Linked DNA regions of Anser cygnoides: region 1 is linked to region 2. The links are chromatin contacts, called in public Hi-C maps. All regions are on one chromosome and are shown on one strand. The core of a region is the stretch at or near the end of the contact, and the rest is flanking DNA. Distances in the headings are between cores, read along the strand shown. Region 1 holds the start of SLC13A2 (solute carrier family 13 member 2). Region 2 holds the start of SERPINF1 (serpin family F member 1).

Evidence for each region. Hi-C and Micro-C count contacts between places; a contact is called where the count stands out from the background.
Region 1: a contact with region 2 is called in a Hi-C map of liver, with 3 times the contacts expected there. The contact joins the promoter of SLC13A2 here to the promoter of SERPINF1 in region 2. A contact is called at or near these places in 2 of 7 Hi-C or Micro-C datasets (both in liver).

The regions. Positions count from the first base shown.
Region 1 is chr18:7,790,936-7,795,173 of Taihu_goose_T2T_genome, forward strand. SLC13A2 (solute carrier family 13 member 2) reads left to right here and starts at 1,893. Exons shown (of 12, transcript XM_013201346.3): 1 at 1,893-2,044. The coding sequence starts at 1,943.
Region 2 is chr18:7,504,217-7,508,736 of Taihu_goose_T2T_genome, forward strand. SERPINF1 (serpin family F member 1) reads left to right here and starts at 1,480. Exons shown (of 8, transcript XM_013189919.3): 1 at 1,480-1,538; 2 at 4,078-4,163. The coding sequence starts at 4,086. SMYD4 (SET and MYND domain containing 4) reads right to left here. Exons shown (of 11, transcript XR_010825751.1): 11 at 1,538-1,991.

The sequences.
Region 1 (4,238 bases), core at 643-3,142, 290 kb after region 2:
AGTGTTGGATTAACCAGTTTACACAAACTGGAGTGGTTCCAAATTAATGTAAACTGGCATCACTCCTACCACACCACTGAGGGTATGTTAATGGCTACGGGTGAAGCTCCAAGAATTTCCCCTGAAGCCAAACCCTTCATTTTGCAGTAACAGACTTAGTGAGCGCAGTGTAGCATCTTTGAAAGTAACAGGACGTAACTGGCAGCGGAAACAAAAGGCACAATTTGTTAGCTGAGGTCCTTCTGAGGTCCTTTTGCATAGCTACATCCCTCCCATAGACAGCACTGCAGCTGGAGGCCAGCCTTCATGCTACAGAGACGTGAAAATGAGAGGCTTCATTTCAGCCGTTGATTGCAACCTTAGGACATCACAGAAAATAGAAAAAAATGACTTTGCCATTGGTTGATTTTGTCACTGCACCTTTTCAAACACTAATTCAACATTAAGTGGATGCAAAAATGTGGGCAATATAATTCATTTGAAAGATTTTTCTCATTCTTTTTGTACCGAGGGTGAAATGCTAAAGCTCAGGATCAGCAGTTATTTAACATGATGCTGTTTCTTGCGAGCAATGTGCCTGAATCAAGCTGGCAAGAAAGCTGTGAGTTTGCAGCTCTGGCAACTGAAACCCCACTTGTTTTTCAATCATAAGCGCATTAATGAAAAGAAACTAACCCCAGCAGAAAAGGGAGGAGAGAGAGGAATAGCAGAAGCTCCTTGTGGAGCTGACATCAGATGACCTAATGTCTTTGCTTCTCCGCTCTCTCTGCTTGACTAAGCTATAAACAGAGCTGTGACAATTAATACCAACAAAATGGAAACATTATCATCATTATGTGAAGCATGCACTTGCATGATCTACCAAATAAAGACATCAGTGTCCCTAACAGGGTGCTCCCTTTGGAATTAAAAACTTCAGTTCAGTTCCTGTGTATTTACAAAATCAAACAACCCGCTGCTTGTATCTTGGAAGTTTCTTGCATCTGGTGTAAAAATTGCCAGTAATTTCCCAGGAACCCATTTAAAAAATAAAATTTAAAAAAATTACCCTGCAAGCTACTAAAGCTGCGCCTAAAAACATGCCAGATAAGAGATAATAGGGGTAAAAAAAGTATAGCCTGATGTTTGCAAATTTTTGCATTGTAGCCAAACCTTTCCCAATCCATTCAGACACACCAGGCTATGCCAGAAGACGTTATTAGTTTCCCTCTTGGCCCTAAGCATTTCATGTAACTTGCCGGGCTGTCATGTAGCAGGAACTGAGTTCTGACCCGACCTTAGCATTTCCTCTGTTACTCTTTAAACAGAGTAGAAGAAAACTGTCATGAGGCTGGTCCTCAGCCTGTGCAGCCGCAGGAACCCCTGCTCACACCTGGTAAGGGCTGCAAGTCCCTTTCTGCAAGGGGACTTGATGTGGCATCTGGTGACAGGAGCTCTGCTCTAGTGGATTTTGCTGCCCAAAGAATTTCTCAGTGGATACAGTGAAGTTTACATGGCATTTTGTCTAGCTGTTTCTAATCTCCATATCTGAGGGTTACATAGGCAGTGCTTTTCAATATTCTACAATATTTTAAAAGTATTTTTAACCTATTGTAGAGGGAATGGTTTATCTTTTTATGGAAGGTATCTATTCCAAGAAGACATTATGGAAGACCAAAACTTTAATATTCTTTAATATTTATGCTTTTAAAAAACAGCTTGGCCCACAAGGAGTTAATTCTCTCCTGGATTTACCGGTTATCAGAAAGGTTGTCTTAAGAAAGTTCCCGATCCGACACTCTTTTGCTCTCCCCTCCCTTCTTTGTTCTCTTCCTTCTTTCTCTGATTACAGTTCCAAAAACAACACCCAGCTGCCAGAGGTCAATGTTTAATATTCTCCAGGGCTTATATAGTCCCCAGGAGCAGAGCTCAGGCCTTTCAGCACTGGGCCAGCTCCAGCACCATGGCTGGCTTCTGGCAGATGACCCTAGCCTGCTGGAAATACCTGATCATAGTGCTAGTGCCCCTTTTGTTTCTGCCTCTGCCTCTGGCTATTGATACCAAGGTAAGAACCTTTTAAATTGAATTTGAGAGTCAAATCCCTCCTTAGAGCTGTTCCTTTTAAGTGACAGAGCTGAAGTGAACATGCAGATTCTTTCTCAGAGGCATTTCCTTCATTTATAGCATGAAGAGCTTCTTGCTCTGAGCAGACGCCATAGACACTGACAGTGGGGGATATAAAAGCAATAGGACCTCGATGGATGAGCAGACGCATCTGTGACTGGATATTCTAGAAGCATGCACAGTGACACGACCTTTTAACTTTTGCTTCCCACCTGACTTATCAAAGCACTTTCTATGCTGAAGCTCATACCCGTGAATCTAATTTACCTCCTAAAGCTCAATTCTAATCCCACTTCTGATTTTCTAAAACTATCCAGTCCACATCCTCTTTTAATGTTTGTTTTTTTTTTTTTTCTCATCATTGTTTCCAGATAGAAGAGACATTTTCTTAGTCAAATGGACAAGGCAATCTGATACATAAGGAAATAATAAAATGTACTTCACTTTTTTTTTAAAAGCATTATTTCTGTAATAATCTTTCCACGCGATGATTTAAAATATAAAATGTCAAGTTTTGGAAGAGCAATCACTTAAGATTCCTTCAGAAGAAGTTAACTGTAAAAACCTATAGTAGTAGGGCAGGTATTTCTGAACCATTGATCATTTAAATACAACACCGAGAGCAGGCAGAGTGCCAGCATCCAGATTATTCTTCACTCTGGCTTTTTTCTTCCACTCCCACTCGCTTAATGCAGACAGATCTAATCTCTGCTCTTCAGGTCTCTTATTGCAGCCCGAGTATCATTAAACAGCAAGTCCCGATCGTCTCTCCTGTCACATCTTTGGATGTCAAGTCCTTCCTCTTTCCTCTGCTCTCTGCCTGCCCGCCTGTCTCCTGATCCCTCCTCTCTCCCAGTTTCTGGTCTCCTTCCCCAGGCTTCATCCTTCACTCCATCTGCTCTTACCTGTCTTTTTGTGCAGCTCCTTCTTCCTCGCAGCTCTTTTTCTCGGTGTTTTCAGAGACTTTCTGGAGCTACGGCCAGAGGATTGCAAGCCAGAACAACAGAGTGGCACTAGCACGGGGTGAAATGTGGTAACTGATCAGGCATGTCCTCCTATTCCCCTGCTATGCAAATAAAACAGCTTAAACTCTCACTTAAAAGCTTACTAAGAAGAAAAACAAACAAAAAGTCTTTTTTTTTTTCTACTTAACTTTGCATAGGCAAAAGTGCTACTGAAGTTAAAAGAGATGTGGCTCATATATCTTCTAAAGAAGCCGGAAATAGAGGTGTTTTTCCTGAGGCCACCAGTTCATACTTATTTGCTAGAGTCATTGTTATCATACAGTAAGTCATTGGTATTGTCAATCAGTGGAATAACTTGTCAGTCATGGTTCAGTTCCCATTTGAAAATGGCTCTGGTTTCTGTGTAGGCAGCTACAACACAAAGGTTTAAATGGTCTGGACACGCTTTTCCCCTTGTAAACTGTAAGAAGCTTTCTGGTGTTAGAACTGTGCGTTGTGGTACTGCTATGGCAGAAAAGCTGGTACTTCAGCGTGCAGAACCATGAATAGATCATTTATTTGATGGGATTTTATATTTTCCTATTCTGTTGAGCTATTAACCTGTACTATAGTGATACAGCACTGGACACTAAACTATTATAAGTGACGGGACAATGCTAAAGATTTAATCTAAAGACAGAGGAATGAGAAAGCAGTTTTCCGTATAGGACCACTGGCTTTGTGAACAGCCTTATCCCAGCTTTTACTGCAAGCCTGTTCACAGCAGACTGGAAAACAGCACTGTGAACATGATACATGTTCCAAGGCCCTGCTGGAGTCTCTCAAAAGGCTCCAGTTGGTGTCTCTTACTAACAAAAAATAGAGAAAAATAAAAAAAAAAAAGGATCATCAAAATGGGAAGGTTTTTACTACCATGCTGCTCTGTTAATTTGCTACCTAAATACCTCATCTTCTTTCCTCCAGACTGCTCAGCTCGCCTGTTCATCCTTTTTCCTTCACCAGCTCTTTAGCTTCCACGCCACATTCAGAAGTTCTGAACATGTCCTAAAGCATCGCCAGTTTGATCCTCCCTGCCAGCTCCTTGGTTTGATCCTCTGTCATCTAGCCATTGCATTTTCCATCTGTTTTGCTTTATTGCTTTCTCAATAAGCATCAGTACACTTGCATTTG
Region 2 (4,520 bases), core at 230-2,729:
AAAACTTCTCCGGTAGTCCCTCCATAAAGGGCATTTTAATACTGTATTTGTACAAAAAAATTTACCAAAATGAGACAAAAACCATCACAAGATCTCCACAGCTAACACCCTCATTTCTGACGGGATGATGGAAAACTATTATGCACAAACATCTTTCTGCAGATTTGACTTCTCACAGAACAAGCTGAGAAACAGCTGAGAGCTGAGCTGTTGCTCTTCATGTTATAGGGTTACCTTTGAAGCACCGACTAATCACAAAGCAAGGCTCCCTGATTTGCTTTTCCTGCTTGCAGAAACAGCTGCCAATGCTTCTCCAAAACCATCCTTTCCTCTTATCTGAGGGATTGTATAAGTCCAGCGCAAGCACGCATGAGTAATTCTTCATTACCTGTTCGCAGCATGGCTGGCAGCCCCAAAAGATGTCTCAATAAAAACCTAAACTGTGGGCACTGATATTATTGGCTAGAGTTTACTTTCAGCATTTCCAAATAGACAAACAGCTGGAGTGGCTCAGGCCAGCTACGTGTCAGTTCAGCCCAGTATTCTGTCTCTCCCAGTAACAAACGAATGGGGAAAAAAAAAAATCAGAAAACCACCAAGAACGTGTAAGTAGGGACAAAGAAAAACAACTGCTCTCTCGTTGCACCTCTCAGCTGCCCCGCTGGATATTGCATCTGACCACCGCCAGCCTTCGGTGGACCTGTCTTCCACTATTTTTTTTAATCCACATCTTCCATCTTCTGCAATATCTAGTTACTTTAAGTTTTACAACTTAATACTTTTGAAAAACACACTGTTGTTTTAAATAGGCAGATACGTGGATACTGATGAGTATTCCCCATGATGCTTCTACTATTAAAAATAACAACTAACCTCTGCCCCTTTACCTTGTTCAGACCACTTATTGTTCTATAGGTCCTACAACATTCTCTTCATTCTTTTTTTTCTCCTTTTTTTTGGCCAAAAAACTTCCAGCCAGTTATGTTAATAACTTGTTAACTAGTAACTATCACTGGACAGAACCACTGCTGAGTACCTTCCCCTTAACTGCTTTAAACGGCAGCTGGATCCTGCTTCCACTGTAGCAGCCTCTCCATTAAATCTTCAAACGCTGCTGCAGTGACGGTACCTCCTCTGCACTGCTGTAATAACGGTACCGCCGAGATGGGAGAAAGTCTCTCATGTGACATGGGGCAGAACTGAGGGGATAAAAGGCTTGCTCAAACACGGCAGGGAAGAAGAAGGCTGAGCGTTTGGCTCGGTCCTGTTTTAGCCGCTGGACTGCCCTTATCGCAGAACGCACATTTGCTTTGGAGGCGAAGGTTCATCACAAGCGCGCACAGCTCAGCCAGAGGATCACAGCAAGAGAAAATGAGAGCAGAGCACTTTAAGAGCGCCCTGGGAAGCTGTAACCTGAAGCCTGCCGAAGGCTGGGCTGGGGAGGCAGCAAAAAGCAGATGTGGCTGCGTTGAGCCCGCACTGGCCCCGGCTCGCACCCGCTGGGAAGCTGCGGCAGCGGCGGCCGAGAGGAGCCCGAGGTAAGGGGCAGCTCGGGCTGCTTGCGCTGCCCCCGTGTCGGCAGCCAGCGGCCAGGGAGTGCCAGGGGTGTAAAGGGTGCAGGGATGATGCTGGGGAGCTCTTGGGGAGCCGGGGAGTGGGGAAAAAAACGGTTCTGCTGCAGGCGTGAAAAGGCGCGACGCCCGCCAGGTAGGTGAGCAATCTCAGCGAGGGTTGGCAGCCAGCAGCATCCCAGGGCACCTCTTTGCCACCGGGGCAGACGTGTGCTCAGGGACTGGGGGATTTTTTTCCCCTTTTCTGCCCTTCTAGTACCTGTGTTGCAGCTGGGAAGAGGCTTTTTCTTTGCAACGGTAACAATTTTGGCGATAGTCAACTCCTCTAGGTCTGGTGGTCGCAGGATGCCTCAGGAGTGGTGCTGTGGGGTGGAGCAATCACCTGAGGTCTGAGCTCGTGGGTGCTGTTTCGTAGGAGCCCTAAAATCAGAAGCATTCATAAACGATTTGAGACTTGTACCACTGTAGATGGAAAGCAAAACATTTCACTTCGCACCTGCAGGCCTTCGCAAACAGACAGCTCCAAGGCGCAAAGTTCCTCCTCAGCTCATTTCTCGTTTCTTCCTGTACCTTCCTGACTGTAACATCACACGCTGCATGCTGTTGCTCCTTCTCTTCTTTTTAAAGGCAGCTACAGATTGAAATAGCATGCCTGAAAACATCCAACACCTTTTCTCCAACCAAATTCTTCCCTCTCTGCATTTTTGGCTGTGGACTAAAGGCCATGCAAATAGAATCCAGATGTTCAGGCCAATTCAAATGCAAAAGGCTTTGTCCTTCTAAAATGGAAATTGCTTTTTGGCAAAGTTCGAGAAATATGAAGCTGGTGACAGTACTGGCAAAAACAATATAAATCTGCAAAACCAATCTCCGCTCCTATACTCCCAGGAGCTCAGTATAGTTGGAAGCAGGGATTGTGCTGAACCTTTTTTTCAGAGAAAAGGTTACGCTCCATGGAAAACCATCTCCAAACCAGACTGGGCCAAACCTCTTCTGCTCAGCATGCGAGAACACCGCTTGGTGCAGGCATCCTCAAAAGCCCTAGCGCCATGCCCTAGCTTTGCTTAGACGCATGCAGGGCTTGTCATCTCTGTTTCAGCGTGGTGCCTATTCATTTTAAAGCTCTGCAATGATACAAGCAATCCCAGCATCATACCCACTGTCATACCACCAAACATGGTTTGTTGCAGTGTAATAAGTCCTCTTAATAAGCATTTCCTGCACCAGAATATCTCATCTACTCAGCAACTGGGATAGCACGATGCGAGTGCACAGGGAAAAGAGGTACCACTTTTATCTTACACTGCCTAAACATACGCGAGAACTTCAGACGTCCACCGTGACACCACTCTCTCCAGGACAGAAGTACCTCCAGAAGAAAAGGGTTTGGGGAGGAAAGGAAAACGGTGAGCTGTCTTTCACTGAAGGAAAACCTCTGCCTGAACAGACTGGGTCCTGAACTCTGGCTGTCGTAGCCACGTGGCTTTAAGTTGTATTTCTACCAGCAGGCATGTTTCCTTTATAGCTGCAGTTAATCTGAAACACATGTTATTTCTCTTACTTCGCTGGATGCTTGGATCACAGGGGTTAGTTAAATACAACCCTCTTCCTTTAATTTCTGGGAATCTATATAAACATTGCCTCAGACCAGCCGCAGTGGCGTCTGTACTCAGGGGCATGACACTTCTGCAGTAGCTCTGGTTTACCCGCAGTGAAACCCTGGGTTAACACACTGCCCTTTGGACCAGACAGATCTGTCTGGAAGGGCCACATATGCCAATGCTGGAGTGATTAAAAGTGGATTCCACAGAAGGAAGCTTATCAGCTTTGGAAAGTTTGGTACTTTTCTCCCACCTCCATTAAAAATATGGAATAAGCCAAGCTCTGTCTCTAGATCTGGCACAGCATTAGGTATTTACTCCCAGCCCTTTTCCTCTCTGTCTTGTAAGAAAGATCTTCTATTGGTCTGTTATCAAACTGCAAATAAGAAGCAAAGGATTCAGTATAGCCTTCCAAGTACATGCAGACACAAGAAACATGGTAAATTAGTGCCCGAGGCAGAAAACTTGTTTACCAGAGCAGTAGGCAGACAGTTCTTCTCTTCTGCCCCATTCAACAACATGAATTTGCTACCTTTTATAAACGCTGATGTGTTGAATTTTTAGTCTAAAACTCAGAAGATATGATTTAGTGCCTTTCTTGACCATGGCACTCAGTAGCTGCCAGCATCAGTGTGGTTTGGGCCACACACATCTGCTTTTGTGTTCAGACACACCCAGGCATGTGTGTTTGCCCAATTTTGAAGTCATTGGAGCCAGGCTGGCTGAATACTTCGAGCAAGCTAGAGAAGAAGAAAACCCAGCTAAGATCAGGTGTGTGTTTCACAATCAAGAGGAACAAGCAGCAGCATGTCACTGCAGTTCCTGTCACAACCAGGTACAGCAAACAGGAGCAGCAGAGATGTATTTTTCTCAGTTGCTCAAACTGTCATGTTCTTACTCTGTAGGTTCAGGCATGCAGATTCCAGCGGTTCTCCTTTTCCTGGGTCTTTTAACTGTCCCAAGCAGATCCCAGAATTCGGCTGCTGGGCAGGTAAGTAGAAGACAACAGCAGAGAGTGAGAGCCATACTTGAAGCAGGTAATTTAATTTTAGAAAGTCTTACAAAAGGATTAAACGCTACCCTCCTAAGTTACTAGGTTTTTATTTAGCAACATAATGAGACTAACTCCTGCTTTACGCAGATAAAACCAAAGCAGTTAGAATCATCTCCTGATGTGAGGCAGATACAGGGGATTCCAACCTGAGCACTGCCTTCAGCTTTCTTGGGACGCTTTAAAGCGAAATCACTATTCCTACACTCTATCAGGAAGATTAAGCCAATACTTCTGCGGATCACAGGAGAGTGTCTGCAGATTGCTTGCCTTTGAAATGCTTCTGATTGCACCTGC